3 separate regions of the Mus musculus genome follow, and regions 2 and 3 are each linked to region 1. The links are chromatin contacts, called in public HiChIP or PLAC-seq maps. All regions are on one chromosome and are shown on one strand. Each heading gives the region's core, a stretch centred on a gene start, on an enhancer-like site or on the middle of the called end of the contact. The rest is flanking DNA. Distances are from core to core; before and after follow the strand shown. Region 1 holds the start of Usp9x (ubiquitin specific peptidase 9, X chromosome). Region 2 has its middle 19 kb from the start of Gm41890. Region 3 overlaps Usp9x (ubiquitin specific peptidase 9, X chromosome).

The links. HiChIP or PLAC-seq counts read pairs in DNA pulled down with a chosen protein or histone mark.
Region 2: an H3K27ac HiChIP or PLAC-seq map of embryonic stem cells shows a contact between it and region 1, with 17 read pairs. The contact joins the enhancer-like site here to the promoter of Usp9x in region 1. A contact is called at or near these places in 2 of 15 datasets of contacts at CTCF or cohesin (both in embryonic stem cells), 17 of 484 Hi-C or Micro-C datasets (the HPC-7 cell line, embryonic stem cells, extraembryonic endoderm stem cells and 3 more), 14 of 115 datasets of contacts at active chromatin or transcription factors (the SCID.adh cell line, embryonic fibroblasts, embryonic stem cells and 5 more) and 2 of 9 other capture datasets (adipose tissue and liver).
Region 3: a contact with region 1 is called in an H3K27ac HiChIP or PLAC-seq map of embryonic stem cells, with 6 read pairs. The contact joins the enhancer-like site here to the promoter of Usp9x in region 1. A contact is called at or near these places in 2 of 15 datasets of contacts at CTCF or cohesin (CD8 T cells and the NIH/3T3 cell line), 1 of 484 Hi-C or Micro-C datasets (extraembryonic ectoderm), 4 of 115 datasets of contacts at active chromatin or transcription factors (the SCID.adh cell line, embryonic fibroblasts and embryonic stem cells) and 3 of 9 other capture datasets (adipose tissue, liver and pancreatic islet).

The regions. Positions count from the first base shown.
Region 1 is chrX:13,069,162-13,073,741 of GRCm38.p6, reverse strand. It overlaps Usp9x (ubiquitin specific peptidase 9, X chromosome), which reads right to left and starts at 2,244. Exons shown (of 45, transcript NM_009481.2): 1 at 2,009-2,244.
Region 2 is chrX:13,011,636-13,016,215 of GRCm38.p6, reverse strand. No RefSeq gene overlaps it. Among named protein-coding and RNA genes, the nearest start is that of Gm41890, 19 kb to the right of the region's middle. Within about 2 kb of position 1,850, at least 11 of the 459 cell types and tissues checked have an H3K27ac peak or open chromatin away from gene starts, as enhancers often do. A contact at or near this core is called in embryonic stem cells and induced pluripotent stem cells, where this site is marked.
Region 3 is chrX:13,112,158-13,116,737 of GRCm38.p6, reverse strand. Usp9x (ubiquitin specific peptidase 9, X chromosome) reads right to left here. Exons shown (of 45, transcript NM_009481.2): 12 at 2,972-3,178; 13 at 2,094-2,230; 14 at 1-114. Among named protein-coding and RNA genes, the nearest start is that of Usp9x, 43 kb to the right of the region's middle. Within about 2 kb of position 1,922, at least 1 of the 459 cell types and tissues checked has an H3K27ac peak or open chromatin away from gene starts, as enhancers often do. A contact at or near this core is called in embryonic stem cells, where this site is marked.

The DNA.
Region 1 (4,580 bases), core at 995-3,494:
TGATTTAGTAGACTAGAAGGATCTAAAGAAGAGTTTGTAGTATCTATTTTTAATTAAGCTCAAGTGTCAAACCTAGTCATGGTTAACCAATCCTTATAATAAATGAAGCGAATGAGCTCTTTTATTACTGGCTACAGAGTTCCCACGTAAGTACACCCAAAATAATTCTTCATAAGTCAAATTATACAAAAAAAGAGAGATGCAAGGCTGGTGGGTTTTAAGGTTAAAAAAAAATTATTTCGAGTGCCTCTCCTACTAACAGAAACAAAAATATTACCAAAACCCCACAATTCCTTCATTTACAATCAACGACCCTCTGTGGCAATTACACACACCTGTAAACTGTGGCTGTGAAAATTCAATTAACGGTGTTAACTACAGAACTTTCAAAATAATTTAAGCACGTCGTATCTAAAAATCTTATCTTCCAGTCTCTGAAGAAATCCAAACAGAAACAAAACCCCCAGCTTCGCACCTGTTTAACTTAAATATTTCACAATGAATGAAAAACAAGCCATTTATCAAGCCTGCAGCCTCACATCACCAGCATCTCAAGGTTTTATCAGTTACAAACTTGCACATACTAGTATTTCCTTTCTTCGTCTTCGTTTTTTCCTCCTCCTTCAGGAACAGCTAAAAATACAAAGGTGGTCGGTCTACTGTCGCTTGGAAGCGATTTCGGCATCAAAACATCCTTCCGGGCCTTTGGCCCACCGTGAGCAGCCGGAGGGGGCGAGGGAGGTGTGGGGGAGCGATAACCGGCTCGGCCTTCTCAGGGCACTGGGCCGCTGAGCGACTGCGGGTTATCGCGGGAGGGCGGCGAGGAGGCCAACTCGTCCGCGGGCCTGATAGCCAGGCGTCGCCGGGGCCTAGCGCTCCCGCTCCAAATCACTCCACCTCAGTAATGGCGTTCGGTGTCAAGTGGAACAGGCCGAGGGCGTCCGCCGCCGGGTTAAGGGGCGCGCGAACCAACCGTCCCCGCCCCCGCCCGCGCCGTGCCCGCGCCCCCGCGCGCTCCCGACCGACCTCCCGCGCGGGTGGAGGGGCGGCACGGCGCGCCGGAGTCTCCATCCTCCTCCTTCTCCTCCTCCTCCTCCTCTCCACTCCCGTCAGGCAGGGAAGGGGGAGGAAGGGGGAGGGCCGGAGCCGTCAGCCATTTTCCCTGCCAGTCCAAAACACACACGCACACACAGCGCCACGCTCACTCACGGACACGGACACACGCTCGCGGGACGCCGGCCGCGCGCACCACGGAGGCTCGCGCGCGCCCGCGACGGCCGGGGCTCGGGGCGACCCCCAACCCCGGCAGCCAGGCCCCCAAGGGAGGACCGCTTACGCACACACACCCCCTCGCGCCGTCCTCCCCAGCCCTCCAGCCAGCCGGAGGCCCTGGGCGCCGCCGGGCTCGGTACTCACCAAACACAACCCGGGAGTCTCCTACGAAGCGGGCCACGCGGAGGCGGGAGACGAGATGCAAAAGCTCGATCCCGGGACCGGGCCTAACCTGGGAGCATCCCAAGCCGGGGGCTGGCGAGGGACAAAAATATGAGAGGCTGCGGATGGCGGGCGGGCTCGCGACGCGCGACGCGTACCGACCAGGGGTCTGGCCCTCACCCTGGCCGCCCTAGGGCAGCGGTGACCACGGCCGCCGCCTCCCTCTCGGCCGGCCGCAGCCCTCTTCCCCCTTCTCCCCTCAGGCTCGGGCGCTGAGCTCAGACAAGCTCCGGGCGGTGCGTTTCTCCTGCGTCACCTCCTCCTGCTCCTCCTCCTGCAGCGGCAGTTTCACCTTCCCCTAGTCGCCGCCTCTGTCCCCCCACTCCAGGCCTGCTCGCTTAGCTACCGCTCCTGTCCTCACTCCCGTCACCCACCCCAAGCCCTGGGGCGGTAAAGGCGGCCGCCTCCCTGGAGGGCGAGGCGGCGGCGGCCGACTCCCGCGAGGCCTGGGAGCCGGTGCAGGCAGGGAGGGGGTTCGCTGGGACAGGGAGGAGGGCCCCAATGGGCCGTTTACCGAGAGCTTGCGGCTCCGCCACCGGCGGACTCTAGCTTCCGCAGCCTTGGGTACCACAGCCTCGTCAATATGGCGAACCCAACAAATCAAGAAAGAAAAGAAAAGACAGAAAGAAAAAGAAAGAAAACCCGCACGGCCGGTGGTGGTGGCGGTGGCGGTGGCAGTGTCGGAGGCGGCGGCGACGGCGGCAGCAACAGCAGCGGCAGCGCAGACTCCCACTAGTCTCAGCACCGCCCAAGGCTCAGCGCTTCTCCGCCCCCATCAGGGCCCTCCCCCTCCAAGCCCCGCCCTCAGCGCCCGGCCCGGCCCCTCCCCTTGCCCAGCCCCCCTCTGGGCCAGCTGCCCCCTCTCCCTGTCCACCTCAGGCTGTTGAGGGAAAGAAAGGAAGAGCGCTGTGGGCCACTAGGGGGCCCAGACAAGGCCCCGTCGCCTGGAACACTGCGAGCTGGGTGGGGGAGGGGAAGACAATGCTAGGGAAAGATCGTACCATCGCTTCCGGACGGCCACTGCAGGGGGTCATGCGAGGGAGCCAGAGACCCTTACAAACCGTAGGGGACCGAACCGAGAGCTGACGAAGGACTCGGACCACTCCAAAGAGGAGGGTGGAGTGGGGGGAAGGGAGAGATCCGGCATGCGGCCTGGGCAAAGGGACTGACTGTCGGGAATGGCAGGGATGTGGACAGGAAAGGGTTAATAAGCACGCAAGCTGCAGCCGCGTCGCTAGTTTGACTAGGGCTGCTTGTTTTTGTTCCATTGTGAACCATGGCCCCACCATCCAGTGCCCGGATGGTGACGTCACCGGCCTCCCCCTTTTCCGGGATGGTTCGGAGGATTGGTTGGGGAGTGGGGGGGGGGGGTGACGGAAAGACTAGATTCCTGGGTCCCGGTGCTAGGCGTTTGCACCCGCCTTGCTTGAGGGTCTCGACTGCGCAGCTGACCCATGTCACGTGACACGAGGATAGGACAAGCCACAGAGCAGTGGTGCCAGGTCCTGAGGGTTTGGCCACCTGCACCCAGCCGATAGGGGGAAGGTGTGGCTTGAACTCCAGAGCGGGGTCGCGGGGGGTGGGGGGAGCTGCTTCCCACTCCACTTTGAGGGAGGCGCTTTAAGCAGCTCATTCACACGATCCTGCAGCATCAGTACCTAAAAGCATTTCGTCAGTCTTAAAGGCATAGTGACTGGGACTGAGAACATTTTGGACACCGGAATCCTTACAACAGTAAAGACAAAAAATTATACACCGTCCTAGACACCTTAGCTACTCAGTAATACTAAATGTAGCAAAATGAACTTCTATTGCCATATCATCAACACCATTCAGTGTGAGAACCTGGGAGGGACTTATGAACCCATCCGCTATGTCAGGGACTATTTTCTGCATATTGAGACTCCGAACTATAAGCTGCGGAGGAAGAACTTAACAGAGCAATCTCAAACGTTGTAGGTTTGAAACGATTCTATAATTTACCTAAAATTCACAAATGAAGAGAAAATGAATACAATTACTGATCGATATTTCATTTTGACTTAAAAATGCCTGTTGGCAGCAAATCTTTAAAAATCATTATAAAATACTATAAAGTTAATTACATTTCATATAGAATAGATGAACTTATGCTATAAGCAGTCATTTCTTTAAAAAATTTTTTTCTATTTATTTCATGTATGTGAGTACACTGTACCTGTCTTCAGACACAGCAGAAGAAGAAATTGGAACCCATTACAGATGGCTGTGAGCCACGGTGTGGTTGCTGGGGATTGAACTCAGGAGCTTTGGAAGAGCAATCAGTGCTCTTAACCGCTGAGCCATCTCTCCAGCCCAACACAGTCATTTCTAATAAAGGAATATTAAATGGAATCCCAAAGAATTTAGGGGACAGCATGTTGCCGGTGTAATTTTTTGAAACCATTTCTCTATACAGCACAAGACTGTTTTCACCACAAAACTAATAGCTTACCCTAAACACATTATTTATAGTCCTTATAACTCTTACCACATGCAATCTTATTTATATAATTACTTCCGTGCATGCTTTCCCTTGCTTATGGAGCCTCCAGAGAGAGCCTACCAACCATGTAACACTCTTAATTTGCTAAGTACATGGTATGGTGGGTTTATTTAATCCTCAGAACCCTCTGAAACAGACGGATAGGTATTTCTAGCCTTGACTTTAGATAGGAAAACAAAACGGTTAAATCATCAGTTTAAGATCAACAAGCCTGGTAAGCACATGTAGCTCTTTTAGCCATATCTAAAGTGCATCCTTAACAGAAATGTCCACAGTAGCCAATTCTATTCAGCATTATACTTGAGGTTCTAGTCAGAGAAGGAGAAGAAATGAAAGATACCCAGATAAGAAAGGAACAATTAAAACTTTCCTCACAAATAACATAATCTTACTCAGGGAAAACCTTAGGTAACCCAATATAAAAAAAAAAAACAATAAAACTAATACATGATTTTTAACAAGACTAAGGCTAGAGATTTGTCTACCTCCATTCATCCTCTCACAAAAAAGCTATCACATTATACCCTATAAATATGATTACTATGTGTCAATTTAAAATAAC
Region 2 (4,580 bases), core at 601-3,100, 57 kb after region 1:
TGTTTGCTCCGGTCAACCCCACTTGCTCAAGCCCAAAGATTTATTTATTATTATTCATAATAATACTGTAGCTGAGTTCAGATCCACCAGAAGAGGGTGTCAAATCCCATTATGGGTGGTTGTGAGCCACCATGTGGTTGCTGGGATTTGAACTTAGGACCTTCGAAAGAGCAGTCAGTGTTCTTACCGCTAAGCCATCTCACCTTTGAATTTAGATTGATTGATTGATTGATTGATTGATTATATGTAAATACACTGTAGCTGTCTTCAGATACTCCAGAAGAGGGCATCAGATTTCATTACGGATGGTTGTGAGCCACCATGTGGTTGCTGGGATTTGAACTCGGGACCTTCGGAAGAGCAGTTGGCACTCTTAACCACTGAGTCATCTCACCAGCCCCCTCACCTTTGAATTTAAATATCATTTTCCAAACAGTTAACAAAGTCAGAGAGCTAGCTATTGATTCCTAGCTCCTACATGACACAATGATACTATCCTTTACCTCTTCTTGTCACTGCTTTCTCACTGCTGTTACAGAACACTTGAGCAAGCAACTTAACTTGGGTTCACAGTCTGTGGCGGCTGGGAAGGCATGCAGTGAGATTGGCTCTAGCTGGGCAGGGGTGTGAAGAAGCATGTCATGTTTTTGTCCTCAGTCAGGGGACAGAGAGGTGAACCGCTGGTGCTCAGCTTGATTTGTCCTTTTTCTTTTTAGTGACAATCCTGGAACTTGGTTTCTTTAAAAAACAAATACAGAAATATTGTAAGAATGTGTTTTAATATTAATCTCAGGTGTGAATATATGTGGCTATGGGGCTGCTTCAGACTGACCATAGCAGCTGACTATGATTTGCCTCATGCTCTAGCAGAGGCACAGTTTTGCCAGCTGCAGATAGTTTCTGCAATTGTGTGAGGTTTGGAAATCTAGAAAATTTTCAGAGGGTACATAAATGCCAGAGCCCTGCTAGGGGTGGGTGGTTGGTGGTTGTTCAGGGGGTTTGTTTGCAGTATTTTAGTTTCAGAGAAGAAACTGAAGGAAAGGAATTAGATTCAGGGATTTCTCTCTCCCTTCCATCCTTCTTTCTCTCTTTTCTAGTGATGGGGGTGAAGTGGGGATGAAGGAGTAAACGGTGGGAAAAAGAAGAACCAACAAAGTAGCAAAGACCAGCAACAAGAATAAAGATATATTTGGGAGTGAGAGCAGCAGGTACTTTAGCTAGTTACTCTTCAGGGAATAGGTGGCCTGTAAGCCACCTTTCGAAGGAGCCTGGTGAACATGGCTGTCTATGGAAGAAAGGCTGGAAAGTTCTTCCAAATTTTTACTTTTGGGCATGGGAAACAGTGCAAAGGACCTGTGGCAGGGAAGAGCTTGGTGGTGATGGAAGGCTCAATGACTGGAGAATAATGCAGATGAGAAGGTCACAGATCATGATGGTAGGAACACACTAAGGCCCTGGATGCCAGCTCTTTACATTTTTCTGGAAGACCAATGGGAACTGAAGGGTTTCAAGCAAGTAAATGCATGGTCTGAGTCAGTCTGCATGCTGCCTGGGTCAAGGGTGACTGGTCAGGAGGCTCTTACTAGAAGTCCAACTGGAGCTGCTAATGGCAGGAAGGTGCCCAGACTTTTGGGGGGGAACTCAGTGCTAGTGCGTGTCCACATAGTGCCCAGAGTACGGTTCTCTTGTAGCCTAGGTGTGCTAACCTGGAATCCACATGTCCCAGGAGAGCCTTGGATGCATATCCCCACCCCCACCCCCCACCCCCACGTTGAAAAGGTATGTGTGATGGGTGGTGGTGTCTGACTACCTTTCTGGTAGAGATGGCAAGGTGGAAATCAGTTTCCAATGGGTTCTCACAGGCAACAGAAACAATGAGAAATGTAGAAGGTTACAATAGCTGAGTGAAGGGCACCCAGAGGAGGTGGGTGGGGCTCAGCTTTCCTTTGGAAACTTTGTTAATAACAAAGACAAAGAAGCCCTGTCTTGCAAAGTTAGCTACCTTGCTACATTTTATAGCTCAAGGTCAGTGGTTTCTCCAAGATCTCTCAGCTGCCAGCGAGATTGGATGGCTTCAGAGCTCTCCCTCTAAGTGAAGAACACTTTGTATTTCTTCGCAGGGTGGGCCTTCCTTATTGAGCTTCATTTAGAAGTGAAGCTCAGAAACAGGAAGTATATTAGCAGCACTTTATACCTGGTTGATTGGGTTGTTTGTTTGTTTGCTTGTTTTTCTTGTTTGTAATAGGTTCTCATTATGTATTCCTGCCTAAGGCCTCCAACTCAAGAGATTTCCCCCACCTCTCCCTCCCAAATGCTAGGATTAAAGGCCTACGTCTGCATTAGGCCAACTGTTTGGCTTTTTAAAAGATTTTTGTTTGTTTGTTTGTTTTTGTTTTTTTTTTTTCTAGACAGGGTTTCTCTGTATAGCCCTGGCTGTCCTGGAACTCACTTTGTAGACCAGGCTGGCCTCGAACTCAGAAATCCGCCTGCCTCTGCCTCCCAAGTGCTGGGATTAAAGGCATGCACCACCACTGCCCGGCCTTTTTAAAGATTTGTTTTATTATTTTTGATGGATTGAGCATATGAGTGTATGAGAGAGAGAGAGACAGAGAGAGACAGAGACAGACACTCTGCCATTCAGGCTGGCCTCAAATACCTGGACTCAGATAATTGAGTGTCACCGTTCTGAGTAGCTGGGACTCAAGCTATATTTCGCTGAGTTCTGGCTCCAGAGTCTATTATTTATCAAGGTTTTTTTTTTCTTTATTAGACACAGTCTTCAGTAATCTAGGCTGGTCTCCACCTGGCCACATAGCCAAGGCTGGCCTTGAACTCGATTTTTCTGGCTTCCACCTCCCCAAAACTGCTCTAGAGTCATTTTGAATAGGTATTTAAAGTAAGTGTAGGGTGGGGCTGGAGAAGCGTCTCCTCAGTGAAGAGCACTCACTGCTCTGCTAGACTCTCAGTACTCACGTGGCTCCTCAAAAACATCTGTAACTCCAGTTTCAGGGGGGGACCCATGCTTGGGCTCACATACCCACATAGACAAACATACACATAGTTTAAAATGATACACATATAATGTACAGGAGAAAAGGAAAATCCATCAAACTTGTTGCACCTCAAATTCTTCTGTGTAGGAGGGAGATGGCGTTAAAACTGGTTCTGTGGTAGAGTGCTTGCCTCGTGCATGTGGGTGACATAGTCTAGGCCTTGGGTTTCATCCCTAGCACTGCAAAGAAAGCGGTGTACCATTTTCATCTCTTAATTATTACTGTGGATGTGTGTGGTGGATGTGTGAGTGGATGTGTGAGTGGATATGTGAGTGGATGTGTGTGTGTGTGCCACAGTTCATGTCTGGAAGTCTGAGGAAAACTTTGTAGAGTTGGTTATCTCCCTCCACCCTTCCATGAGTTCTGGGGACTGAATTTGGCTCGTCAGGCATGTATATACAACAAGCTATTTTTCCCCATTTTGCTGCCTTAAAAAAAAATTTAGGTTGCTATGTAGCCAAGGCTAGACTACATAACTATGTAAGGGCTGGCCTTGAACCTTGGCTTTCTAAGTATTGAACTTGCAGGCACAAGCCACCAAGAGTAGCCAAATAGGCTGATTGGCATTTAAATAAACTTTGTGAAAAATAAACGTAGTAATAATCACCATGAATGTGAGTCCAGGCCCTTCCTTTTTTGACACTGTGGCAGAAGAACACAAACATGCAGAGCTGGGCTTTCTTATGCATCAGAGGTCAAATCTGACTGTGAGCCTAGGAGAGGACTGATCCCATACACAAAGCCATCTGTTACATGGAGTACTTCTGTCTCCAGCTGCCGAGAACCATACCCAAGGTCAGGTTACTCCTTCCTTCCTTTCTTCTGTCCGTCTGTCCTTCATCTGTCTGGTCCTTCCTCCCTGTTTGCTTTTGAGACAGGTTCTCACTATGTAGCTCTGGATGGCCTGTAGTTCACTCTGTAGACCAGGCTAGCTTGGAACTCAGAGATCTGCCTGCCTCTGCCTCCCAAGTATTAGGATTAAAGGCGTATGCTAGCACTTGGCAGGCAGCTCTTTCATATTGGAATACCTCAAGGATGTTCCCTCCTTTAGTGACTTTGTAGCATTGTTGGCTCAAGTCTACCTTTGAGGAAAAGGCTCCTGCAGCCTGGTATAGTGGCATTTGCCTGTATCTCAGAACTGGGGAGGTTGAAGCAGGAGGATTAGGAGTTCATGGAGAGGTTTGAATACATAGTGAGGCGGAGGCCATCTTTTTTTTTTTTTTTTTTTTTTTTTTGGGTTTTCGAGACAGGGCTTCTCTGTGCAGCCCTGGCTGTCCTGGAACTCACTTTGTAGACCAGGCTGGCCTTGAACTCAGAAATCTGCCTGCCTCTGCCTCCCAAGTGCTGGGATTAAAGGTGTGTGCTACCACCACCTGGCTGTGGAGGGCATCTTGAGTTACCTAAAATATTGTCTAAAAAGAGGAAAAGGAAAAAGAGAAGGAGAGAGCTGAGGAGGAGAGGAGAGGAAGAACATGGTATCATCTGGCTGGACAGAGCCAGAGATGGTATTTGCTTGTGGCCTGGTGG
Region 3 (4,580 bases), core at 673-3,172, 43 kb before region 1:
CTTTCCATGTAAGTTGCAAGGTTTTCTGCTACCAAAGTAACTAGGGCATGATTGTGCTGAAGTTGATTGATTAAGTCATGGCGATAAAATACATGGGGACTTCGCTGACTTTGACTGAAACGAGAAGAGCTTAACAATATAATTAGGCAATTAAACTCTTGCAATCAACTGTTTATCACCACTAAATTATTAGCTACTAATTAAAAACTCAAAAGCCAGCTTTACTCATTTACTTCCTTAATGACATTAAGCAACTTAAAAGAAATTAGTGTTAAAAATTAAAAATGGTATTACTTGAAAAGCAAGAATCAGTTGTATCTATTATAATATGGCAGTAGCAAAGCATTTTTATAAGAATACATGACTTTTTGAAAATTCCAAAAATCCAAACTTCTTTGTAGAACCAGCATTGCCAATTGCTGGCCAATGTTTTTTACTTTTTAATTATTAGTATTATTAGAAGCCAAACAGATGGCTTAGCAGGAAAAGGCACTTGCTGCCAGCTTGAAAACCTGAGCTTGATCCCCATTATTTTCATTTTTGAAGGTGAGAACATGTTGTTCTCTGACTGCCATACAAAAACGAGTTCCTACCCCCCAAAAGTAAAAAAAAAAAAAAAGTAATAATATTTTAAAAACTACTAGCTGTTTAAGTTATTCCCTGGGAACATTTGGTTTGCAGCCAAGTTGTTCTTGTCACACAACAAATTTCACAGTCAACTTTCATAGATAGTACAACTTTCATATTCTAGTATAGACAAGGTCATTAATTTCTAGGAGTTGCTGAATACTATGTCTACCTGAGAGTTAATAAATTTCAGAAAGGTTAAGTGGCATATGTACCCTGGGCCAAACATACTCAAAATACATTACTTTGACAAACATTACCTTTTCCTCCACCTGCATCTATTATACAAGGAAACCATGATTATTTAAAGAATACTCCCGAGATTATATGATTTCATTGTTCACACTTCATTTATGAATATTAGTTCCACTACACTCAAGCTTTCTTTCATGCCACATAATTTTTCCTTTCTATGTCAACCATTCTAACTCATGCCCAGAAAATAAGAGGACAAATTGTACTTATAAACAGATTTTGGAACCTTAAAATAGTACATTTTTTTTTAATCCATTAACTCGCTTTCTTTCTTCTTTTAAAAATATTTATTTTTATTACACGTGTGTCTGTGCACCATGTATATTCAGTACATACTGAGGCCAGAAGAGGGCATGGGATCTCCTAAAAATTGAATTACAAATAGTTGTGATCTGAAGTTTAGTCCTCTGGAAGACTACCTAGAATTCTTAAGCATTGTACCATTTTTTCAACACCTAAGTTTTTTGTTATTTATTTTTCATTTTTGGAGTTTCTTTGTTTTTGTTTTTTTCCATTTGAGATAGGGTTTCACTCTGTAGTCGTGGCTGGCCTAGACCTAATTGTGTAAACCAGGTTGATCTGGAAACCACAAAAATCTATCTACCTCTGATTCCAAAATGCTTAGATTAAGGGTGTGTACCACCATCGCTGGCCTAAAGTATACTTAAGAAATATTTAAAAAATTCAGGGGCTAGAGAGATGGCTCAGCAGTTAAGAGCACTGACTGCTCTTCTGAAAGTCCCGAGTTCAAATCCCAGCAACCACATGGTGGCTCACAACCATCTGTAATGAAATCTGATGTCCTCTTCTCTTACATATAATAAATAAAATAAATCTTAAAAAATTAAAAAATCCAGTGTTCTATCATTCCATCTACTATCATTTAAATCTCCATGCAATTTAATCTTCTAAACTAACTTTAAAAATTAAAAAAACAATCTTTTTTTTTTGGTGTGAAAACTACCATGTGACACAGCATCAAACAGCAAGATCACTTAGATTTTAGTACTGATCACTTAATCATGGCTTACTTTCCATATCAATGAAACAAAGGATGTAGGAATGACAAAAGATTCTTTTGTTCCAAAAGGAGCCCTTTTCTTCTTAGTTTCCTGGCACTTCATTAACTTTCTTTAAAATTTTCTTTTACAAATTGAAATTAACAAACCATAAATAAAAATATTTAAACTGTCTAGTTTTAAAAGTCTTACCTCAAATTTTGAGGTGCTTCACCAAACAAACTACAAATTTCTCTAATTTGTTTCAGTGCAGGAATGACCCATTTGTCATTTGTGCGAAGTTCTTCTATGAAGCGATCAATCCACTGGATCTTTTGGGTGTCCCGGTCCTTAAACAATTTCAGTGTTTTATTATATAGATCAATACTCGGGAAAATTCTAAGTCACAGTATTTAAAGATAAATGTATAAGGAAATTAAGCTAAATTCCAATAATCCATGGAATTATAAAGTCGGTTTTTCTTATAAGATTAACATGATAAATATAAAATATACTGTAACTCTAAGAGTTTAATTTTTTTAAAGTGCTCTAGGTATATCTTAACTTCATATTTACTACCAAACTCTAAAAAGTAAAATCCTAAAATTTATCACATACATTCAGTAAAGTTTGATTATAATTTACTAGGTTTGAGATTTGTTTTAACTTAAAAAGATTCTATCTCATAATAAAATCATGCATTAACATGCTAATGCAACACCCTGACATTAGAATCTACTACCTAGAAAATTCTAATTATTCTTTATCTTTTATGAGCAAAGAAAATATTTATTTCCAAAGTTTCTAACTCAGCCTTAATATTTTATGATCTATTTGATTCCTTTACCATACATTTGACAACATTATCACTAAATGGCCTATTGTTTGTACCTCCTCTTCCAGAGACTCAGATGGATCTTAAAACATTATTGTAGAGACCTAAGAAAGGCAGGCTTAAATAAACATCAATTCTTAAAATCATTAAAAAGATAATGCTAAAATAACCTAAAATTATCCTGTACTTTAGCCATACTACCTAGTACTGTAGGGGCACAAAAGTAATACAACCAAGCCAAACACCACCTCCTTACCTGGGAGCAACTATAATCTAGTATTTTGATGTGAGCACTGAGAGCCAAATCCATGATATCTACAGGCACATCATCACTGTGAGCTAGATTCCACAGAAGGTTCAATACTTTATGTGCCATCACACCATCTTTATCATCTTCTGCAAGACGACGAATCAGCTCAAGGAGCTTTTCACGTTGCTTTTTACTTGCATTTGTCCAACTGGCCTAGAAAGATATTTAAATGAAATGAAAACCCTTATTTCATTTTCTCCTCTTCATTTTTAAGGTAGTGTGGTAGATCTCTCGAGTTTGAGGGCGACCTGGTATACACAGTGAGTTCCAAGCAGCCAAGGATATACAGTGAGATGCTCCCCAACTATAAAAAAGTGCTTGCTATTTAGCAAGCTCTTGATAATCCAAAGGGGGAATCAATTAATCATTAAGGAACTAATTATTAAGGAAGTATCAAGAGATTATCCTGGGAGAAAGAAGACCCAAATGATGTAATGACTGTTTTATACTTTTTCCTTTTTCAAGTCTGTCACTGGTCATACTTCACCACTATTTCAGGAGTCACCTCAACATGAAGGATGAATGACTATTAACTTAAGGGCATTCACAATAACTGCTTACTACAGCTGTCTTTATGGGGAAAAGTTTATCTTTGCATGTGTGAAATGTGTATGATGTATTTAAAAATGCAGAAAACATTCATTAATTTGTTCCCTTCAAAGAAGTAAAAATTTCAACAAGATATCTGATTTATAACTTTTAATGTGTTAAAACTGATCAGAGGGCAGAGGCAGGCGGATTTCTGAGTTCGAGGCCAGCCTGGTCTACAAAGTGAGTTCCAGGACAGCCAGGACTACACAGAGAAACCCTGTCTCAAAAAAACAAAAAACAAACAAACAAAAAAAACCAAACCAAACTAACAACAACAAAAAAACTGATCAGAGAAACTTAATGAAAATATTGACTTTTAGGCTTTATACCTAGTGACTGACTCTATATGCCTGGGGTAGAGGTCATTTTTCCCCCTACTGTGAAATATAAAATGGAAGATGTAAAGTGATTTCATTTTAAGAGTACCCAGTGTAGGTATGTATGTAAGCAGTATGTAAGCACTACCTACATTAAAAACCAATTGTACTGGCTGGTTTTGTGTGTCAACTTGACACAGCTGGAGTTATCACTGAGAAAGGAGCTTCAGTTGAGGAAATGCCTCCATGAGATCCAGTTGCAAGGCATTTTCTCAATTAGTGATCAAGGGGGAAAGACCCCTTGTGGGAGGGACCAGCTCTGGGCTGGTAGTCTTGGTTCTATAAGAGAGCAGGCTGAGCAAGCCAGAGGAAGCAAGCCAGTAAGCAACATCCCTCCCATGGCCTCTGCATCAGCTCCTGCTTCCTTGGTGATGAACAGCAATGTGGAAGTGTAAGCTGAATAAACCCTTTCCTCCCCAACTTGCTTCTTGGTCATGTTTGTGCAGGAATAGAAACCCTGACTAAGACATGTGGCATATACTAAGACAAATTGGTCTTATGTGGTGAATAGAATCTCAAGAGCCATCTGGGACTATTTCTGAAGTTTATGTTAATTTAATCAAGATACAGAAATTACTACATAGTTT